Regions from separate parts of the Gossypium hirsutum genome. Here all the other regions are linked to region 2. A link is a contact called in public Hi-C data. All regions are on one chromosome and are shown on one strand. Each heading gives the region's core, a stretch centred on a gene start, on an enhancer-like site or on the middle of the called end of the contact. The rest is flanking DNA. Distances are from core to core; before and after follow the strand shown.

Region 1 (2,819 bases), core at 133-2,632, 600 kb after region 2:
TGTGCTGGTTTGTTCCCACATGAGACATGGCCTAATTCGACCTTTATTTATTTTTCAACATTCATCACCGTCCACAAAATTAAAATATTACAAACTATTACAAATGAAAGTACAGTAGGGTACATGATGGATTCATCGGTCATGGAATGGAATATATGGTCCTTGGAAAAGAATCCATATACTACAAATTTGTATAATACGTTTTTTTTCTCTGAAAGCAACAAAGAAACTCAATTGAGCAACCCCTGGGATGGACAAATTTACCCTTGTTTGATGGAAAAAATGATATTTATTTAGAGGGCAAATGGGTAGTTTCTGTTTTTGTGATTGAAGTGAAAGGTGGGCAAATACGTGAATAAAAAAAGAAACTAAAAATGGAGAGTGAGATCTTTGTCTGCAAATAACATTGAAGAGTTTGGCCTTAACGTGCTGGTTGGGTTTCTTTCATGTTTGGCAATTAAGTATATCTTGGCCACATATGGTGGGGGCAATTATCATCTCAAAGTGTGGTGTGGGTTTGTAGTAGGGCCCATTATGTTTTTTTGTTCTTCGATAGTTATAAAAAGAAGTAGAACATAAACATAAAATTTTACTAAAACCATTCGAACCCATCTGCGTTGGTTCTGTCTTTATTATTTCTCCACGTTATAACCGTACGGCCATCTTAATGGAAAAGAAAAAGGCAAAAGATTAATCATCCCTTTCAACAAATACAAGTCCATCCATTTCTGTGATCACAAATATCATACGCGTTAACCAGAAACATACTTTAGTATTTCATTCCAATCTTTTTTCAAATTTAATTGATATTAAAAATATTACTGAGCTTTAACTTAATAAATTAAATTTGAAATTGAACGTAATATATATATATTTCCTTTTTAAATAAATCGAAAGAAAGAAGGTTTTATCGTTTCAACTTTGAACTTCAGTCTATTACAAGAGACGTATATAGGTGAGCTGTTTTGGATAACCAGTGGGTGGGTTAAATGATAGATGCGTCACATCTTTGTCCTCCCATGATGTACTTTATAAAATGTATGTATTTAGTCTTTTATATTTTTTGAAACGACGACTCAAAAAGTATTAATAACATTTGTGTGAGAAAATTAAGATGTAATGGTTACAAATATTGTTTGGGTTTTAATCAAAGGACACCCTGTACCTACTAAGCATATCAATTAATTTCCTGTTTCCTACATGTTTTGAAACTAGGTAGGTGCATGAAACTTTTTATACCTTATCATTATTTAATATGAATTATAAAAATGTTGGTTTAGAATTCAATAATTATAATAAAGTTGAAATAAAGTAAAAGGGGGATTGCATTGGGGAATACCCTCTCTCACTATAAAGGAATGTTGCATAATAGTGGATATGCAAAAAGTCTCATTTTATGTTCTTTCTTTTCTTGAACTTCTCAAAGATTCATCTGTTCTGCTTTACCTTCCTGTCTTGTTCTTGGATTTTGAATATTTGTACCCTCCATACATATATTCTTCCTCCCCACCTTTCATTTTTTTAATTATAAATTTGGTTTGTTTTTCAATTATAAACCCAAACCCATCACGTGAAAATTTGATTATTAACAAATAAAAAGAATAAAGTTGTTGTAATGGTAATCACAACATAATCTGTCAATCACTTCTCAGGTAATATTTGAACCCCCATTAACAAAGGCTCTTTTGAGAGGAGAAATGGTGATCACTTCAACTACTAATTAATGGCCAAAGGTGTTTTACTCTCTCTCACTCTCAATAATTAGACAAAAAAAAAAAAAAGAAAAAAGAGTGATGACCCCATTTTTGTTGCTTTGCATTTTGGAAGAGAATATCTATGTTGTGTTGTTATTTTACCCTAAGAACACCTCATTTCATTCTTTCTTTCCTTTTTCTTTCTCACCTCTCTTTGGTTGCAGAATCGTGTAGATGAGAAACACATGATGATGGCTTCAACAAGTAAGCTTATGGAGAAACCAAGCCAACAAGCACAAGCCCTGAAGTGTCCTCGATGTGATTCATCAAACACCAAGTTCTGCTACTACAACAACTATAGTTTATCTCAGCCCAGACACTTTTGCAAGGCTTGTAAGCGTTATTGGACTAAAGGAGGCACTTTAAGGAATGTTCCAGTGGGCGGTGGTTGCCGGAAAAACAAGCGTCTCAAGAGGCCTGCTTCAGCCATTGCTGGTGCAACTGCAAGTCCCAGTCCTAGGCTTCAAATCGACGTTTCTTCACCCTCTACCCCCCCTATCAACATCAACCCTTTGTTTTATGGGTTAGCAGCTGATACCAATCTTCCATTCCCTAATTGTTCTGATTCAAGAGTTTCTTCAGGTGTGGAAACAGTGACCAACTATGATCTGCAACCTCCTCAACTGAATGCTTTTAGACCAGGGTTTTCTTCTGCTACTGCTATTGTGTCTAGTGATTCTGGGGATGGTGATTATGGAAATGGTAAGCAAATCCAGGACGTTATCACTTCAAATCCACTCCTTTCAACCTATTCCAATATCTTCACCATCGCTACACCAACCATTGCTTCTTTGTTAGCTTCTGCACTTCACCAACACAAGTTCATTGATGGTGGCCTTGGAAACACTCAACCGCCTACCCATTTCCAAGCCTTACCACCTTTTCGAGATCTTCACATGACTGACGATATTGGGGCAGCCATCAAAGATGTCAAAGTTGAAGAACCTCAAAGAAGAATGGAATGGAATGCAGTACAAGCTCAGCTAGAGCAAATTGGTTCGTATGATCCTGTTACTGCCTGGCATGATTAACCAAACATTGGGTCCTCAGTCACTTCTCTGATCT
Region 2 (2,700 bases), core at 95-2,594:
ATCTTAGTAACGCGATTAAAATGATAAAATAAATTAAATTTAATAGCAATTACTCTGACAATAAATATAATACCATGGTGTTGTGACCCGACAATCGAGTTAAGTATGAAAGTGTTACATTAATGTTTGAATGAATTAAATTTCAACACATAAAGAGAGGAGGTAATAGAATGGCTCACCTGTTGGCCAGAGAAGGGTTAAGTCGGAAGTGAAATGTGTGGTGGGTGGTGGAAGTTCCAGTGGCAGTACAGGAAATGGTGCAAATGGATAGACAATCTATGCATAGACGAACCTTGGTTGTGTTGAAGAATGGCTAGTAATCTTGAAACTGAAACTGAAACTGAAACTAGTAATTTGCAGAATGTTCCAGATTTAGAGCGATTCACTAGCATCGAAAATTTAAAACGATTCTTTTCCAAGCATGCAAAGGGTTGGGTTAATCTAAAATGGAGGGTATTCTTACTCTCTTGCTTTTGGGTGGCCTGAGATTCTCTTTAATATATTTTGACAGTTTTCTTTAAAAAATATATATCAGCCAATTAAATAAAATATTATAAATTTCGTAAGAATTTAAGTAATTAATTACATAAACTATTATGAAAAGCTCATTGAAAGAAGTTCCATAATGATAAAGGGAATGAGATCCACGTGTCATCTTGTAATACATGATGATGCTGTCGAGAAGAATAGGACAAAACTTGTATGAGAGGGTCACACTTGTGACTGAAACCTTTAACCCACTCTCTCCTCTTCTCTTCTGATTTTTAATTGAGAATACTATTTTGCGGGTCCCTTTCCCTTTACTCATTCTTATCCATCCGTTTCCATATCTCCACTCTTCAATCTTCTATTGCCAATATTCATTAAAATTTAAAGATTTTTATTTAAATAGTACATTTTCAATTTTTGTATAATAACTCTCTTTTGGTATAATTAAACGAATTAAGAATTAAAGCTTAATTAATTGTACCCACTAAACTAAAAATTATATCCTATTTTTTTAGTTAGTTTATTTTAAACTAATTTTTCATTAAAAGTAGCAAGCAATATGAAAATACACTAACACATTTAGAAAAAAATCAATCATCTTCATAATAAATAAATATAATTGTTTATATATAATAAGTAAACTAATAGTTAGGACTTTCTTTATATAATTAAATTAAAATTAAAATTTTTTATATACAATTGCATCTAATCAAAATATTCTTATTTAATTTTTTAAAAAATCAAAATATATATTTAAAAACAATCGTAATACTCCTTTGTAATTTTTTACTTACAATATGTAAAATAATAATTTATATCTTAAAATTAAAGTAATAAATGAATGTTGTCCGGATAGCAAATGATTGGAAATAGCAAAAATTAATATCCATATTAGTAGGCAGGAAAGATATTTTGGGCTGAATCTTCCTCTATATATGCCACCAAATAAAAGCCACCCAAAAGCACCAAAAACACAAACAGAGAAGAGATATAATTGAAAGAAAAGAAAAATGGTTCTGCTAGAGAAACTTTGGGATGATGTAGTGGCCGGTCCTCAACCGGAACGTGGCCTTGGCCGGCTGAGGAAGATCACCACCACCCCACCCTTGTCCACCAAAGGTAAAAACAATTAGCTTTTGCATTTCATCATTTGTATTGTGGACATTTAAGTTTCACTCTGAAATTGAATCTTTTCATTAGATGAGGCTTCATCAATGGCGATGCCGACGAGTCCGACGACACCTGGGACACCATCGACGCCGGTGTCGGCTCGTAGGGACAACGTGTGGAGGAGCGTGTTCAATCCAGGTAGCAACCTTGCAACCAAAGGTATTGGCGCTGAAGTTTTCGACAAGCCTCAACCTAACTCTCCTACTGTTTATGACTGGTTCGTACAGATTTTTTTTCTTGTTCAGTTATTTGCATGCATGCTAGCTTGGATAATTGGATATATATAAGTGGGACTTTGATTTTGCTTTTTGGATGTTTGTGATCCCCATCTGTTTGGTTGCTGAGAAAATTAATCATAGAAGAGTCATATATATATATTAACCAGGTGTTTTGGAATTTGGATTCTTTTTAATATATAGTACTAAAATGAAGAGTTTTTCAAAAAGGAAGCCTCAAAAACTTTCCTGTTTGTTTTTTTTTTCCCTAACGTTTTCTCAGCAACCAAACGGAGGCTCAGAGACAGATCATGCCGGAAAACTTGGCTCTTTGTTTGGTAGCTGCGTGGAAATAACAGTATGCTGTAATTATTACATTAATCCATTTATAAGCTTTTCTTTTTAATTATTCTTGTCAATTTACTATAAGATGATAAATAACCAAAGATTAATAATTAGTGTAATTTGCATGGATCTAATTTCTGGGTGTTAACTAAAATTTAAGAAGAAAGTTTGGTCCGGATGGGATGGGATGCAGGCTTTACAGCGGGGAGACCCGGAGCAAGCATCACCGTTGATTAGGCGGTGGCTGACGGCGGCGGATGGTAGCAAAACCACTAGCAGAAGGTTGCAGCTACTGAAGGAGCAGGATTTGCATGTAAATATATATATCGTCCTTTTTAAAAGTTCTTCAATGGGTCAATTAAGTAGTAGTAGTAAGTAAGATGTTTAAAAGAGTAAGCGGCAGCGCAGGGTGGTCGATGACCTTATGTCATTCAAGATCCCGGCCGTGAGCGGCGGCAGCTGCTGCTATATTAAATAATTA
Region 3 (2,728 bases), core at 207-2,706, 1.0 Mb before region 2:
TTCTAGAAAATTATTTTATAATTTTAATATTATTATTCCTTTTATAATTATTTTTTAAGTCATGAAATTTAAATAATTTAATCTTTTGTAAAATTATTTACCAAAAAAAAAACCTCACGAAATCTAGGATTTTGAAATATTACATTTTAAAAGATTAGCAGTTTGAAAAAAAAAAAACAAAGAAGTCTTAAATTTCTCATCGAAATACACACGGAAAGAATATAAGTTAAATATGTTACCTTATAAAATATATTTATAAAAAATATAAAAATAAAATTTATTGATTCTTTTACCAGTTCATTATATCTCTACTCTTTTTCACGTCAATCCTTAAAAAATCATAAATTTGAATTACATAAGTACCAATCAGTGCTAAATTAAAATTTCATACCAAGGAAAATGAAATATTGAAATGGAAGTGAGATTTTGAAGCAGTAGAACAACATGATGGTTTTAAATAGGGGTGAATGCTAGGATAAAATTGAGTAAAAAAATATTGAGTTAATTGAGTTGATGAGTCTTACTTTATTATTTTAATTCTATTTGATTTTTTTTAAATCAAATAAGGTGATAGAGTTAAATTAAAAAAATTAAATATGTTAAATTAAAATCTTGTCACCGTATAATTAATTCTATTTTAGAGTATATATATATATTTGAAACTATATATATTTAAAAACTCTTTCAATTTCAAAGTAAAATAAAAAAAAGATATTTTAGTATGATCAACTTAAATAGTTAATTTACTTATTTAAGTTTTCAAAATTATTATTTTATAATTTTTTAAAACTATTTTATATATTCTTTAGAATTTTTGTATTTTTATAAAAAATTTAAAAATATAAATTTTAAGATTTTTATAAAAATTTAAATATTTAAAAATTATTTGAATTTTTTATTGAAAAAAAACCAATTAGCTCATTCTTAAAATTGAGCAAAGACTAAAGGGATATATACATTAATTTATTATTTGAGTTATTTAAATTATAAAATTCAATTTAACTAGAACTTAAAACTTAATTTATTTATTCAAATTATCTCAAACTGTCGAATAATTCTACTCAATTAACTTAAAATTTTAAAAAAAAATTCCTATTTTTTCCGTTAGAATGAAATGAGGCTCAACCATAATTTTAAATTAATTTCAAAGGTGTGGGGCCTAACGTTTCCGCTCAACAGCCGGCAGCAGAAAATTGGTGGGTGTGTTGTGGAGCGTGAAATCTTAGGAAATTTTTGTGGGCAGCCGCCCGGGCTGTCCCCCACACCACCCTATTTTTTAATTATATAAACATTTGTCCTATAATCTACGAATTTTCTAGAAAACACAACTCATTAAGAAACTAAACCCTTTTTTTATTCTATACGGTTGTTGTAATAAGATTTACCTTCTCAATTTCTATGACCACTTCTTTAGTTGTTATTCCACTTTATTATTTCATACACTCTCTTAACCAACAAATCAACAAATAATTATTAAATTATTACTACTGCTTCTTGATCACAAATTCAAACAATTCCATGTTAAAAAGCGGGTAAATGAGCGTGAGATTGACGAGAAGTTGAAAGAGAGTGAGGGTGGGAGCTGTCGGGTGAAAATGATACTAGACGTCAGAAGCTAATCATGTGGGCAGCAGGCGTTAGACTGAGGAGGCTTTATTGTTTTTGTTTCTACGACTGCTAAGTGGCAATCAACACGCGTAAGGAACAAATGAAACGTGCCCACTTGTAATTGGATTGCTGAGGAACACCTGTTGGTCCAAGCGAGCGCTTCAAAAGGAGCTGGGTCGGGGCTTAACAAATAAAATAAAGGGCTAGCCACTAGCCAGCGCCCCCCACTCCTTATTTATCGTATCAACCCATAAAATAACCAAATGTCACGCGGCGAGTTAGCAGAATATGCCGACAACTTTTTGGAACTCCCTCTTCTCACTTCACATCCCTACCCCACGCGACTTGTTCCCATTTCCACCACTTTGTGTGAAAGGACGCGATGGAAGAGAGTGTGAGATGGAGACCCATACTACCGCACGCAATCAACAGTATCATAACATCCGTTAGATAATAGTATAATAATAGCCATGATGATATAAATAAGATAACCCACGTGTCACGTTATTTACAAAACTGCCACCAGGCAGCCGCCCTCTCAGTCAAATCCCTCCTTGACTGTACCCTTCATTAGACTCTGCTTCAATTCCTCGCCGATTCCTCTCCTCCCCTTCTATAAAATCCTCCTCGCTTCGCCCTCCTCCATTCTATCTCAACCCCACACATAAATACCCTTTTACCAAAGGAGAACATTAAAACATAGCCCAACTCTTCGTTTTCTTCAAGCGGAAAACAGAAAACTGAGGCTTTCCCTTCTCAAATGGCACCGAGGGAGAAAACGGCGGCCGTCAAGGGTACTGGGAATAATAACGAGGTTCATTTCAGAGGAGTAAGGAAGCGTCCATGGGGGCGTTACGCTGCTGAGATCAGAGATCCAGGGAAGAAGAGCCGTGTTTGGCTAGGAACCTTTGATACGGCCGAGGAAGCAGCCAGAGCCTACGACGCCGCCGCTAGGGAATTTCGCGGCGCCAAGGCCAAGACTAATTTTCCGGTCCCTTGTGAGAATCTCAGCAAAGGTAATAACTGTAAAAGTAATGGTAACAACAACCACCATAGCCCTAGCCAGAGTAGCACCGTGGAATCCTCGAGCCGTGAGCCGGCGCTCATGGTAGACTCTTCG

What was found. A called contact is a pair of places that touch in the nucleus more often than the background predicts.
Region 1: a contact with region 2 is called in a Hi-C map of leaf, with 2.6 times the contacts expected there. The contact joins the promoter of LOC107911873 here to the promoter of LOC107961731 in region 2. A contact is called at or near these places in 2 of 34 Hi-C or Micro-C datasets (anther and leaf).
Region 3: a contact with region 2 is called in a Hi-C map of leaf, with 2.1 times the contacts expected there. The contact joins the promoter of LOC107961750 here to the promoter of LOC107961731 in region 2. A contact is called at or near these places in 8 of 34 Hi-C or Micro-C datasets (callus, hypocotyl and leaf).

What each region holds. Positions count from the first base shown.
Region 1 is chrA06:86,081,967-86,084,785 of Gossypium_hirsutum_v2.1, forward strand. LOC107911873 (dof zinc finger protein DOF1.4) reads left to right here and starts at 1,383. Exons shown (of 2, transcript XM_016839875.2): 1 at 1,383-1,733; 2 at 1,919-2,819. The coding sequence starts at 1,940. The coding sequence ends at 2,785.
Region 2 is chrA06:85,477,723-85,480,422 of Gossypium_hirsutum_v2.1, forward strand. It overlaps LOC107961731 (auxin-repressed 12.5 kDa protein), which reads left to right and starts at 1,345. Exons shown (of 3, transcript XM_016897821.2): 1 at 1,345-1,608; 2 at 1,690-1,876; 3 at 2,413-2,700. The coding sequence starts at 1,500. The coding sequence ends at 2,452.
Region 3 is chrA06:84,479,018-84,481,745 of Gossypium_hirsutum_v2.1, forward strand. It overlaps LOC107961750 (ethylene-responsive transcription factor 4), which reads left to right and starts at 1,457. Exons shown (of 1, transcript XM_016897850.2): 1 at 1,457-2,728. The coding sequence starts at 2,369.